3 separate regions of the Sus scrofa genome follow, and all the other regions are linked to region 3. Evidence: chromatin contacts called from public HiChIP or PLAC-seq and promoter capture Hi-C data. All regions are on one chromosome and are shown on one strand. The core of a region is the stretch at or near the end of the contact, and the rest is flanking DNA. Distances in the headings are between cores, read along the strand shown.

The links. Promoter capture Hi-C pulls out the DNA fragments that hold promoters and counts their contacts. HiChIP or PLAC-seq counts read pairs in DNA pulled down with a chosen protein or histone mark.
Region 1: a promoter capture Hi-C map of liver shows a contact between it and region 3, with 7 times the contacts expected there. The contact joins the promoter of ZBTB37 here to the enhancer-like site in region 3. A contact is called at or near these places in 3 of 5 promoter capture datasets (fetal liver, fetal skeletal muscle and liver), 4 of 47 Hi-C or Micro-C datasets (embryonic fibroblasts, fetal heart ventricle, liver and 1 more) and 2 of 2 datasets of contacts at active chromatin or transcription factors (alveolar macrophages and skeletal muscle).
Region 2: an H3K27ac HiChIP or PLAC-seq map of alveolar macrophages shows a contact between it and region 3. The contact joins two enhancer-like sites. A contact is called at or near these places in 5 of 47 Hi-C or Micro-C datasets (embryonic fibroblasts, fetal skeletal muscle, mesenteric adipose tissue and 2 more) and 1 of 2 datasets of contacts at active chromatin or transcription factors (alveolar macrophages).

What each region holds. Positions count from the first base shown.
Region 1 is chr9:116,147,806-116,151,660 of Sscrofa11.1, forward strand. It overlaps ZBTB37 (zinc finger and BTB domain-containing protein 37), which reads left to right and starts at 1,429. Exons shown (of 5, transcript XM_013989614.2): 1 at 1,429-1,532; 2 at 2,176-2,376; 3 at 3,634-3,855. The coding sequence starts at 3,671. It overlaps LOC110255511 (a long non-coding RNA gene), which reads right to left and starts at 1,328. Exons shown (of 11, transcript XR_002335927.1): 1 at 1,193-1,328; 2 at 456-508; 3 at 1-268.
Region 2 is chr9:116,453,097-116,456,845 of Sscrofa11.1, forward strand. All of the region lies in intron 1 of RABGAP1L (rab GTPase-activating protein 1-like), which reads left to right. Among named protein-coding and RNA genes, the nearest start is that of RABGAP1L, 53 kb to the left of the region's middle. Within about 2 kb of position 2,420, at least 1 of the 83 cell types and tissues checked has an H3K27ac peak or open chromatin away from gene starts, as enhancers often do. A contact at or near this core is called in alveolar macrophages, where this site is marked.
Region 3 is chr9:115,137,042-115,141,011 of Sscrofa11.1, forward strand. No RefSeq gene overlaps it. Among named protein-coding and RNA genes, the nearest start is that of FASLG, 71 kb to the left of the region's middle. Within about 2 kb of position 1,645, at least 19 of the 83 cell types and tissues checked have an H3K27ac peak or open chromatin away from gene starts, as enhancers often do. A contact at or near this core is called in alveolar macrophages, liver, retroperitoneal adipose tissue and 1 more, where this site is marked.

The DNA of each region.
Region 1 (3,855 bases), core at 179-2,678, 1.0 Mb after region 3:
CCCACAAATACAGTGTTAAGCTTGCGCTTTACAACCTGGGAAGAAACAGTTTCATGTAAGCTTAGGAGCAATTTCTATGTCCTCTAAACCACTGTTTTGTGTGCCTCAGTTAGAATAATGGTGGTAAGGATTCTCGTCATCCTCACTGTCAAGAGTAGCAAATAAAATGTCATCATTATGGCACAAAGGAATTGTCAACCTAACACCCCTGGTGGAGGGAATTTCTATAACTCACCCCAGCAGCGATTCTCATATCCTGGGCGCTTAGCTAGAAAACAAAGGAAATCTAATGAAACATACTGCGTTGCTAAGCTAACCATTAATATCTTAAGAATTTAAGCCTCAGAATTGAATTTTTCAGAAATTCCTTCTGCCCACTACTCTTTAACCATCATAGGCTTAACAAAAAAATCACCTAAGCAGATCCCATTCTTCTCCATTTAGCTGTTTCTTACCTGCCCATCAGAAGCCATCAAAAGCCACATTGCATTCATCCCTAGCACCATTCCTAGAAAAGATTAGGGATTTTCAAAATTAGATTTTTTTCTTTTGTATTTTCTTTTTTGCCACACATGCAGTATAGTGTCTGGGCATTCCTGGTCCGGGGATCGAACCTACGCGGCACAGCAGCAGCCAGAACCACAGCGCAGAGAATGCAGGAGCCTCAACCTGCTAGGCCATCAAAGAACTCCCAAAATTCGTTTTTTCCCCACATCTAATCATTGTCGTCTCCCCATCATGTTTGCAGGTCTTTTACTACACCACTCAAAATTTCACAGGAGCATTCTGAGGGCACTAAAATGCTGCAATGGGGAATGCAGCCATTTAGAGGCTCACGTGGCCTTACTGAGAGACGGGAAGAGGCAAGAGCAGAAGGCATTAACAGAAACCCGCTCGGCAACTCGGCAAGCACCGCCATCAGAGCCGTTGGCATTCATCAAGTCTCAGATGTCCCTACCAACACAGGCTTCATCAGAGGCAGGGCCCCGAGCCGAGGTTTTTCCGCAGTGCGACCCAACAAATCGAATACAAATCAGGCCACGCCGGCCACCCAAGGCGCACTGCTCCACCATTCTTATCTTCTGAGCCCTGCGAAGGCCTGCGACTGGCCTAAAAGGGACTGGCGATTTTAACTGCCAAAAACTGGAGGCCTCAGACCAAGAATTTACTTAAACAAAGAAAACACACTCACCAAGAGCCAACCCGCAGCCTCGAAAGACTGAGATGGCGCCCAGGCGCCAGTATATAAGGACTCTTTTCCGTGACGTCACGACGCATTCTCTCCGCCAGCATCCCTCTCCAGTCTTCCCCCTCCCTCAGTCTCCTCCTCCAACCGTAGCTCCTTTCCGTCCGCTAAGCTCCCCCCTGGCCCCACCTCTTGACCAGCTCCTGCTCGCCGTTGTGGGCGTGGACAGGCCGGCCACGTGACACAGAGCGCCCGCCCTCCTACCGACTGAGGAGGAAAAGAAGAGAGGGGAGGGGGCGCGAGGGACGGAAAGCGCTGGGGGAGGGGGGAGAGGGGCGGTGTAAGGGTGAGTGATTTCCTTCCGGCACGTAGCCCGCTCTGGGGGAGGGGGTGGGGGGTTTCACTTCCGGGACGGTGTTCCGGCCCATTCCGGCCCATTTCCACCCCCGGAGGTAGGTGCTGCTCCTTAACTGGGCTCGGGCCTCGCAAGCGGGTCCTGCTGCCCTGCATTGGGGCCGGTTCGCCTGGTCTCCGCCACAGCGTACTCCTGGGGCGTTCAGCCACTTCCCTCCTACCCCGCCTCAAGGCACCGGGAGACCTTCCACCCTCTTGGCCCCGGGCCGGGCTGAGCTGCCGGACCCGCCCCCTCGGCGAGCCCCTCCCTCAGGACCCCGGGATGGGCGGCCCCCTCCCCCACGGCAGCCCGGACACACCCAGATACACACACCCACCTCTGGGCAGCTCCCCGCCCGCCTACGCCTACCGCCTGGATCGGGTCCCTGGGCGCCGCCCCCTTCCCGGTCCTTTACCCTCACCTGATTGCTCGCTCCCCTGCCCCACGCACGCCTTGCTCCCCTTTTCGCTTCTGGTCCTTGGTGGCATTTCTATCTTCTGCTCGTTTCCCCTTCCCCGTCTCCTAAAGGCGACGAAAGCCACTCAAGTACCAGAGTGGCCAACCCCATGCGGTTCCCTATTCTCCCTCTTTACAGCTGTCACCCCTCCAGTGCCGACGATAGAGAAAGACCTTACTTACTCCAGGGGCTTCCTCCTCACTGGGGAATTGCCGGAAAGAGCAAACAAAAAAGGCGCTGGTGTAGGCTCCAAAATAAACATCTGAATTCATGATGGCATCGACAGAGGCTCTTATTGGATTAAAAGTTTCAAAACAAACCAAAACGCTTTGGAAAAAGGTCAGATTGGCTAAAGTTGGTTCTCAGAAGCTGTGTATACACTTCCTATTTACTGATAAGTCTGTTGTAAATGCGGGGCAATACCGTGAGCTAGTCAGCATAAATTCCTGAAGTTTCAGGTCTTAGGTAACCATGTAATGTCTTCTAAATTTACGGATAAATGGAAACACGTTGAGCTCAAGTCAATGTCTTCTTTATGGGATTTATACAAACTACTCTCAACCAGTGAAGACTATTGGATGCGGTTACAGGCTTAATGGTTCAGCTATTTTAAAAAATCTTTTAATGTAAAAATACTGGCCATACATGATGAATGCTTTGTTACTTGTATTTTATTAACAGCTTTGGGGAACTAAATTTCAGAATCAGAGTGTCGTTACCACCCTGAAATCTCCAACTTTGAATTTAGATAGAGGCAGGTTTACCTACCCTTTCCTAATCCTAAATGTGACCTTCTTCAAGTTCTCTGCATCTTCTTTTCTTTTCTTTTTCTTTTTCTTTTTTTTTTTGGCTGCACCCGCTGGCATATGGAAGTTCTCAAGATGGGGAACAAACCCATGCTACCACAAAGACAACCCTGGATCTTAACATGCTGCACCACAGCAGGAACTTCCAAGTTCTCTGCATTTTGAGTCCTGACACAGCTTGGCATTTTTCCCAACCTAGAGTTTGCCTCCCAGTCCTAAACCCAAATCCTTTTTGTTGGGGCTCTGACTTTTCAGTTTAGAAATAATGGCTTACATTCATGTGGGATATTCATCACTTTTTAAAATAATAAACATAACCCATGTAGCATCTAGTAAAGTATTAAGAAAAGGGATGTCTCATCAGCCCATCTGTGAATAATTAACATTATTTAAAAAGCTGTCTTTCTTTCTACAAAGAAAAATTGTCACTGGATTTTATATTGTGTGCAAATACCTTATGATTAACACTTAAAAAATAAGAACTCACAACTGCTCCCCTCCCCTGTTGAACTTCAGTTTTGATGTTACATAGCTTGTTAAGAAGGAAAGTATGGACATAGTTTGAATTTTTAGAAGCCTAACAATCAATTTTTGGTTTAAACGGTATCTTGTTGCGAAACCTACACTGTTAAACCTGTTGGTACTTTTCCATATTTGAACATAAGGAAAGTATCTCTTTTTACTTAGAGATTTTGAAATTTAACCAAATAATATTTTAATAGGTTTGGATTAGAAAGCCTGAGTAGAGTGAAATTATAATTATTAACGAGGATATGGTTTCTTCTTTTAGCAGGGTTGAATGCCTGCCTATACCCTCAGACACGACCATGGAGAAAGGTGGGAACATACAACTGGAGATACCTGATTTCAGCAACTCAGTCCTAAGCCATCTAAACCAACTGCGCATGCAGGGACGTCTCTGTGACATCGTGGTCAATGTGCAAGGACAAGCTTTTAGGGCTCACAAAGTGGTACTGGCAGCCAGCTCCCCCTATTTCCGAGATCACATGTC
Region 2 (3,749 bases), core at 1,170-3,669, 1.3 Mb after region 3:
TTCAGTGAGGAAGTGTCTAACATTTTAATTTACTCTGTTTTCTAGTTACGTCATTATATCATAAACCCATGGAAATTCTATATAATGTCAAGAGTGCGTGCTGGCTACTTATCCAGTGAAAGAGACCATCAGTACTCTTATCCTGTCCCTTTAGAGACAAAGTCCTGATCAAGGTGAAGGATACTAGTTTTAGGAACTGACCTTACTCATCTTGGGCACTCTTTCATTTGTTCAGCAAATATTTACCTGTCTTCTATGTGCCAGACGTAGTTCTAGGTGCTTGGTTTACATCAGTGAATAAGACAAAGATTCTTGCCTTTGAAGATGCTGTATTCTAGTGAGGGAGACAGGCAATAAACATTAAGTGTAATACAAAAGTAAATTAGATTGTGTTAGAAAATAAGTGTTCTGGAAAAAAGAGTAAGTAGAGTAGGATAAAGGGGGATTGGAAGTTGGTGGTGGAAAAGCAGACAGATAAGGTAATCAGGGTAAGTCTCAGAAGAAGATGAGATTTGAGGCAAGATATGAACAGGGGACTAAAGGGTTAACCAAGCAGACATCTGGGAGAAGAGTGTTCACAGCACAGCAAGTGTGCCGTGGTTGTTTGAGAGAAAGTAAGGAGATTGTTTTAGATGGATGGAGTCGAGTCAACCAGGCAGAGAATTGTAGGGGATAAGTAATAAATGTAAGATGGGGAGGGGGAAGTAGTGAGGAAGGGTGAGTTTTTAGTACAGGCGTGTAATGACTTCGAAGGTCATTTGGCCTTTTTTTTTTTTTTTTTTTTTTTTTTTTGTCTTTTTGCCATTTCTTGGGCCATTCTCGCGGCAGGCATATGGAGGTTCCCAGGCTAGGGGTCTAATCAGAGCTGTAGCTACTGGCCTACGCCAGAGCCACAGCAACATGGGATCTGAGGCGCATCTGTGACATACACTATAGCTCAGGCAACGTTGGATCCTTAACCCACTGAGCAAGGCCAGGGATCGAACCTACAACTTCATGGTTCCTAGTCGGATTTTCTAACCACTGCGCCATGACTCCCCTTTTGGCTTTTATTATGAGTGAAATGGGGGAGCCATTGGAGGGTTCTGATCAGAGGGCCGGTAATAACTACATTAAAAAGACCATTCTTTGTGTTTTTGAAAATAGACTACAGGGAACAAGTAAAGACGCAGAGAGATTATTTAGGCAGCTTGTAGAATAATCTTGATGAGAGATGATGGTGGCTAGAACTGGGTAGTGGCAGTGGTAGTGATAAAAAGCGGATAATTTCTGGATGTGATTTGAAGGTAGAGCCAAAGGAATTTTCTTACATTATAGCTGTAAAGTCAGGGTGTGGGTGGGGGTAAAGAGAGAGGGAGGGAGAGACAGAGGTTGATTGATTGAGGAAGGTGAGAAAGAAAGTAGTAGCCTGAGCAGTACTTTTTACTGGAGTAACTAGAAGGATGGAGTTGCCCTCAATCAGGATGAGAAAGTCTGGGAGTTCCCGTCATGGCTCAGTGGTTAACAAACCCTACTGGTATCCATGAGGATGCGTGTTCGATCCCTGGCTTCACTCAGTGGGTTAAGGATCCTGCATTGCTGTGAGCTGCGGTGTAGGTCACAGATGTGGCTCTGATCCCACATTGCTGTGGCTGTGGCTGTGGCTGTGGCTGTGGCTGTGGCTGGCGGCTACAGCTCTGATTCAGGTTACCCTAGGCTGGTAACCGCCATATGCCACAGGTGTGGCCCTAAAAAGACAAAAGACCAAAAAAAAAGAAAGAAAGAAAAAAGTCTGCAGGAGGGTGGTGTGGGTTGGCTATTAGGCTGATGGGGGGAAAGATTTAAAGTATTGATTTTTGAATATGTTGAGTTTGAAATCTGTCTAGGCCATCCAGTTGGAGCCTACCTTATAACTGCCTGTTAAGTAATGTGTTCATCTTCAGCAGCAACAGTTTTTTAAAAAACTAATTGGAGTCTGTGTGAATGCTCTTGGAGACCCCAAGGCTCTAATATTCCAATCTCTGCTCTCAGTATGGCAACAAGTCTGTTGTGGCTTGTAACTTAGGATTCAAAGGCATGACAAATCGAAGATGGGCATCAACATGCAGATTTAGAAACATGAGAAGCTGTCACATACTGGATTTCTGATGCTTTGTATTTTATTACGCTTTTCCTGTTTAAAACATCAGAAAGCATTTAAAAACATTCTTTAGGTGGGGTATTCAATAGAAATGGTTATGAGGCCATTGAATAATTTTTTCTTCTAACTATGTAAAATACTCTTGGGTTTTATTTGTCTTGTGAGAGTGAAACCTTGCAAAGTATAAAGCAGTTCTAGAATGGTTTTTACTTTGGACTATTTTCCCATTGCACAGTGACTCAGTTTGTAGTTTATATAGTTTTCATCTCAGCAAGATCCTTTTCCCCTTTGCTTTGTCATATGACCTTATATGATTTCATAGAAACTATGTAGTTATGAAATTTTAGGTACATGTCATGAAATTTCCTATATACTAGCTTCTTCAAATTATTCTTGGTGGTTTTTTGTATTTCTTTGTTTTTGTGTAGTAGAATTTGGAAGCTTCCTTTTTTTAAAATTAAAAAAAAATTGGGGAGTTCCCGTCGTGGCGCAGTGGTTAACGAATCCGACTAGGAACCATGAGGTTGCGGGTTCGGTCCCTGCCCTTGCTCAGTGGGTTAACGATCCGGCATTGCCGTGAGCTGTGGTGTAGGTTGCAGACACGGCTCGGATCCTGCGTTGCTATGGCTCTGGCGTAGGCTGGTGGCTATGGCTCCGATTTGACCCCTAGCCTGGGAACCTCCATATGCCGCAGGAGCGGCCCAAGAAATAGCAAAAAGACAAAAAAAAAAAAAAAAAAAAAATTTTTTTTTTGTCTTTTTAGGGCCTCACCTGTGGCATATGGAAGTTCCCAGGCCAGGGGTTGGATCAGAGCTGTAGCTGTTGGCCTATGCCACAGCCACAGCAACATGGGATCTGGCCACATCTATGACCTACACCACAGCTCACAGCAATGCAGGATCCTTAACCCAATGAGCTAGGCCAGGGATTGACCTGTGTCTTCAGGGATACTAGACAGGTTCATTACTGCTGAGCCACAACAGGAACTCCAGAAGGTACCATTTTTTAAGCATTGCAAAACTTTTTTTCACATTTCTTAACTTTTCTCATAAGCATCCTACTGAATCATTTTACCGAAAAAATTAGAAAGTAGTACGAAATGTATAGAAATGTATGTAATCCCTTTGTTAGAAATTCTACCAAACCAAGGAAAATGCATTTTTTTGAAACCTAGTTTATTTGAGGGATGTCGATGAATTCTAACTCTTTGATATGGATCATTAGTTCTGAAGAACTAGGCAGATACAAATGCATACACACAGACAAACATACATGCACATCATATGCCAAGAAGCTTTTGGGTACTGTATATTTAAATTTCTTCTCATGAGTAAGAAGGTGTTAAGCCAGGCATATCTCAGAAATACTCAGTGTTCTAGTACACCCAGAAGATTCTGTGCTTCAGAGACAGAAATCAGATCTTTGATTGTAGGCTTTAATAGGAAAAAAAAACATTCTTTAAAAATCATTTTACTTCAGTTCCTTAGTTGTGTTGGTGTTGTATCTTCTTGGACAATGATTGAGGCTTCCTAACTGCTGATTCTTGTGCAGCTCAAATAGTTGAAGAGGGCAGCAGGGAAATCCCTTTTCTTTCCTTTGGCATCAGGAACCATGTCTGGTTGCCAAGTTG
Region 3 (3,970 bases), core at 395-2,894:
TTGACTTACTTCACTTAGTATCATCTCTAGGTCCATCCAGTTATTGCAAATGGCATTATTTGATTCTTTTTTGTGGCCGAGTGGTATTCCACTGTATATATGTACCACATCTTCTTGATCCAGTCCTCTGTTGATGGACATGTAAGGTGCTTCCATGTCTTGGCTAAATAGTACTGCAATGAACATAGGGGTGCATGTATCTTTTCAAATTATTATTTTCTCTGGATATATGCCCAGGAGTGCGATTGCTGGTTCATATGGTAACTCTATTTTGAGTTTCTAAGGAAATTCCATACAGTTCTCCATAGTGGTTTCACCAGCTTACTGTCCTACCAACAGTGTAGGAGTGTTGTCTTTTCTCCACACCCACTGCAGTATTTATTATTCGTAAATTTTTATGATGGACATCCTGAGTGGTGTGAAGTGATAGCACTTTGCAGTTTTGATGTGCATTTCTATAAAAATTAATGATGTTAAGCATTTTTTTGTGTGCTTTTTAGCCATCTATCTTCTTTGGAGAAAGGTCTGTTTAGATCTTCTGACCACTTTTTAATTTTTTTTTTTCTGGTATAAAGATGTATAAGCTGTTTGTATGTTTTGGAGATTAATATCTTGTTGGTTGCTTTGTTTGCAAAGATTTTCTCCCATTCTGTGGAGTGTCTTTTCTTTTTTTGTCTTTTTTTTAAATGGTTTCCTTTGCTAGCGTGGCTTTGGAATTTCAGTTCCTACAAGATGGCAATGGCTTTAGGCATAATTCTACATTATGGTCACTAGATGGCAGTAGAAACCAGTGCCTCCATGATCTTTAAAAACTATTCACCAATTACTGACTATCTACTCTGCATGAGGTACTTTGTTAGGAACTGAGAGGAGTGGGTGTGGAGAAGGGGTGGGCACAAAGATAAATAAGAGGCAATTTCTGGCTTTCAAGAATTCAGGAGTTAACAGAAAGAAAGATTAACCAAATCAAATTGTGGTAATCCTACAGTAGATGTTTAAACCAATATTATAGTAAAACAGGAGGCAGGGATTAATTCTGACTACAAAAATGGAAGAAGGCTTCACAGAACAAATTTGATATGGACCTTGAAGGATGGGCATAGGTTGGACATAGGGAGTGGGAAGAAGCAAGTAGAGGGGGGAAAGCATTCCAAACAGAGGGTACAAATCTGGGAAGAATATTTAGAGAATAGTAAATATTGAGGTGTGGCAACAAATTAAGATATGTGAAGGAAATAACGGCAATTTTTGGGGGAAGCAAAGTTGGCATCTCGTCATGGGAGTGCTTAACATGGGTGCAGGGCGCTGCCTCTGATACCTGTGATCACTTCCCTGTCTACGGGCTGCATGCTGGGTGAGCAGGCAGTTTTTGGATAAAATACTCTGTCCTTTGTGGCAGAACAGCTTGTCTCAGTGTCCTGGGAAGCCACTGCTGGATCAGAAGCTGAGGACACAAATACTCCCAGGGAGGAGGCTAAGTGGGTGCCTTGCCTGGGTGGGCACCAGGCCAGACTCAGCCTCTCTGAAGAGCCTAGGTGACCTCAGCTTGTTTCCATGTGGGGATGTGGGCAAGGTATTACAAGTCTTCTAATTTTTCAAGAGAAGTCGGAAATACTAATTTATGTGACATTTCCTGCTTTTTAAATGCTGGCACTGACTCATGGTTTAGAAAGCACCAAGTGAGCCAAGCAAAACATAGCTGTGGGCTGGAGCAATCATTCTGTGACCTCTGTTCCAGAGAGTCATCTGCGGGTTCCTTTCCTGGTCTTTGTCATGGCTGAGATCCAGACCCCAATGTCCATGGAGGGAGTTCCTCCTTTCCTAATTTCCCCTTTCGTGTGTAGAAAGCTTTCCTAGCAGTGTCGCTCAGATCCACTCTCCCCAGACCTTCCTGCCAGTTCTGTACCAACCCCTGTCCCCACCCACTCCATCCTGGCATCCTTCTTATGTCTCAAATACATCAGTGCCAGCTTTAACAAGGACCTGATGGTTTATTTGTACTCAGAAACTGTCATTCACAAGTTACTCTGGTCTTCAGAAGTAATTTTCCTTTAAAATCTCGTGCTTCTGTAAGCTTTTAGGTTACACTTAAAATAGTATAGTCTACTTGCATATCTACCTATGGGTTTTAAGCCCTTAGTATTTCCTATTAATGAGAACTAGGGGAGAACTGGGATTTTGTTTTTCTCTTGCTGATGTCCTATTACAGTTGTCAGGATCAAAGGCAAAGGGTGATCAGTATTCCATGTTTCTTGAGTCCATGGAAGCTGGGAATTTGATTCAAGGGCACAAGAGTACCTGAGAAATTGATGATGGAGAGGCATGGAGTGCAGGCTAAGGAAGGAGGGAGGAAGTTTCTTTCCTTCCCTTTCTCTCTTTTCTGGAGATCAGAGCTCCAGGTGGCACAGCAGAAAAGAATAGATTCTAAAGCCAGACTCTCAGAAGTTCCATCTCAGTTCTTCCCCTGATAAGAAAGGTGACTTGGGGCACATTCCTTAGACTCTGTCTCCTCACCTGTGAAGTGGTGATATTAATACTATCTCCTAGAGCTGTTTTGAAGAATAAATAAAATGGCCCAATGTACGCAGAAGGTAAATAAATGGGTATTTTTTTCTTGTACTTTTTTTTTTTTTTTTTAATAGCCATACCTGCGGCATGTGGAAGTTTCCAGGCTAGGGATTGTCAGAGCTGAAGCTGAGGCCTGTTCTACAGCCACAGCCATAGCAACAGCAATCTATGCCCCAGCTTGTGGCAATACTGGATCTTTAATCCACTCAATGAGGCCAGGGATCAAATCTGTGTCCTCATGGACTCTACCCATGAGCCACAATAGGAACCCCTTGTGTGTGTGTTTTTAATATGAATGTTGCCATAGCATTTATTTTCAAAGACCAATTACAGACCTTCAGATCCTTTTTAACTCCCCTTTCTTTTCCTATCTCATTGTGAACTTTTTTGCAGAGAACTGGATTCTGTCCAGTGGTTTCCTGCTTATATTACTAGGGCTTAGAAGAGGGAGGGAGGGGCTGAAGGCTTGTCCTGGAAATCCTAGGGAATGAGTCTCCTCAGGAAGTTTGGATGCCAGTGGATGTTTTGGACTGACCCCAGTGAGGTCTGCTTCCCACATGTGTCCCAGTGAAAATGTATGGAGGTCGAAAGTCAGTGGAAACTCCAGTGTCCTGTTCACTTATGGATTTCCACCAGGTGGCAGCAGAGTATTATGATGAGAAGTCACAAAGATTTAGTGTCTTACTCAGCCCGCAGAGCAGAGGAAAGGCAAGAGAGGGTGATTTGTTCAGCAAAGTTGTTATCATTCTGAAAGCAACTCATTAGAGTTGGCAAGTCCAGCTCTAGTAAAGAGTTCAAAAATACCTTCTCCACATAAAAACTAGCAGAGACCATTTAGCAGGATGAGAGGAGATTTTGTGTGCCAAGGAGAAGACACCTGGTGAAAGCAATCCAGGAAGGAGGGAACATGAAGATGCCTCACTGAGTTGGTTACAGGAAGTTCAGGTGTGGGTGTGAAGTGAGGGGCCACCTCTGTATGTTGGCAGAGGAAACAGTTCCCATCTGGTTTACCTGGTGAAGTCATGAAGGTGTGGTCTTCCACAGTTTAACCCAGTCTCACTATTATGGCTTATCTGAGTCAAATTTTGTCTCTAAAAGGTCACTATTACAATATAAGTACAAGACATCCCTATAACCCCTTTGGGTCAAAAATTTACATATTTTTTTGTTCCTTATTTTAGGGCTGCACCTGTGGCATATGGAAGTTCCTGGCTAGGGGTCGAATGGGAGCTGCAGCTGCTGGCCTATGCTACAGTCATAGCAATGCTGATCTGAGCCGCATCTGTGACCTACACCACAGCTCACGGCAACACCAGATCCTTAACCCACTGAGCAAGGCCAGGGATGGAACCCGCAGCCTCATGGATACCAGTTGGGCTTGTAACCGCTGAGCCACAATGGG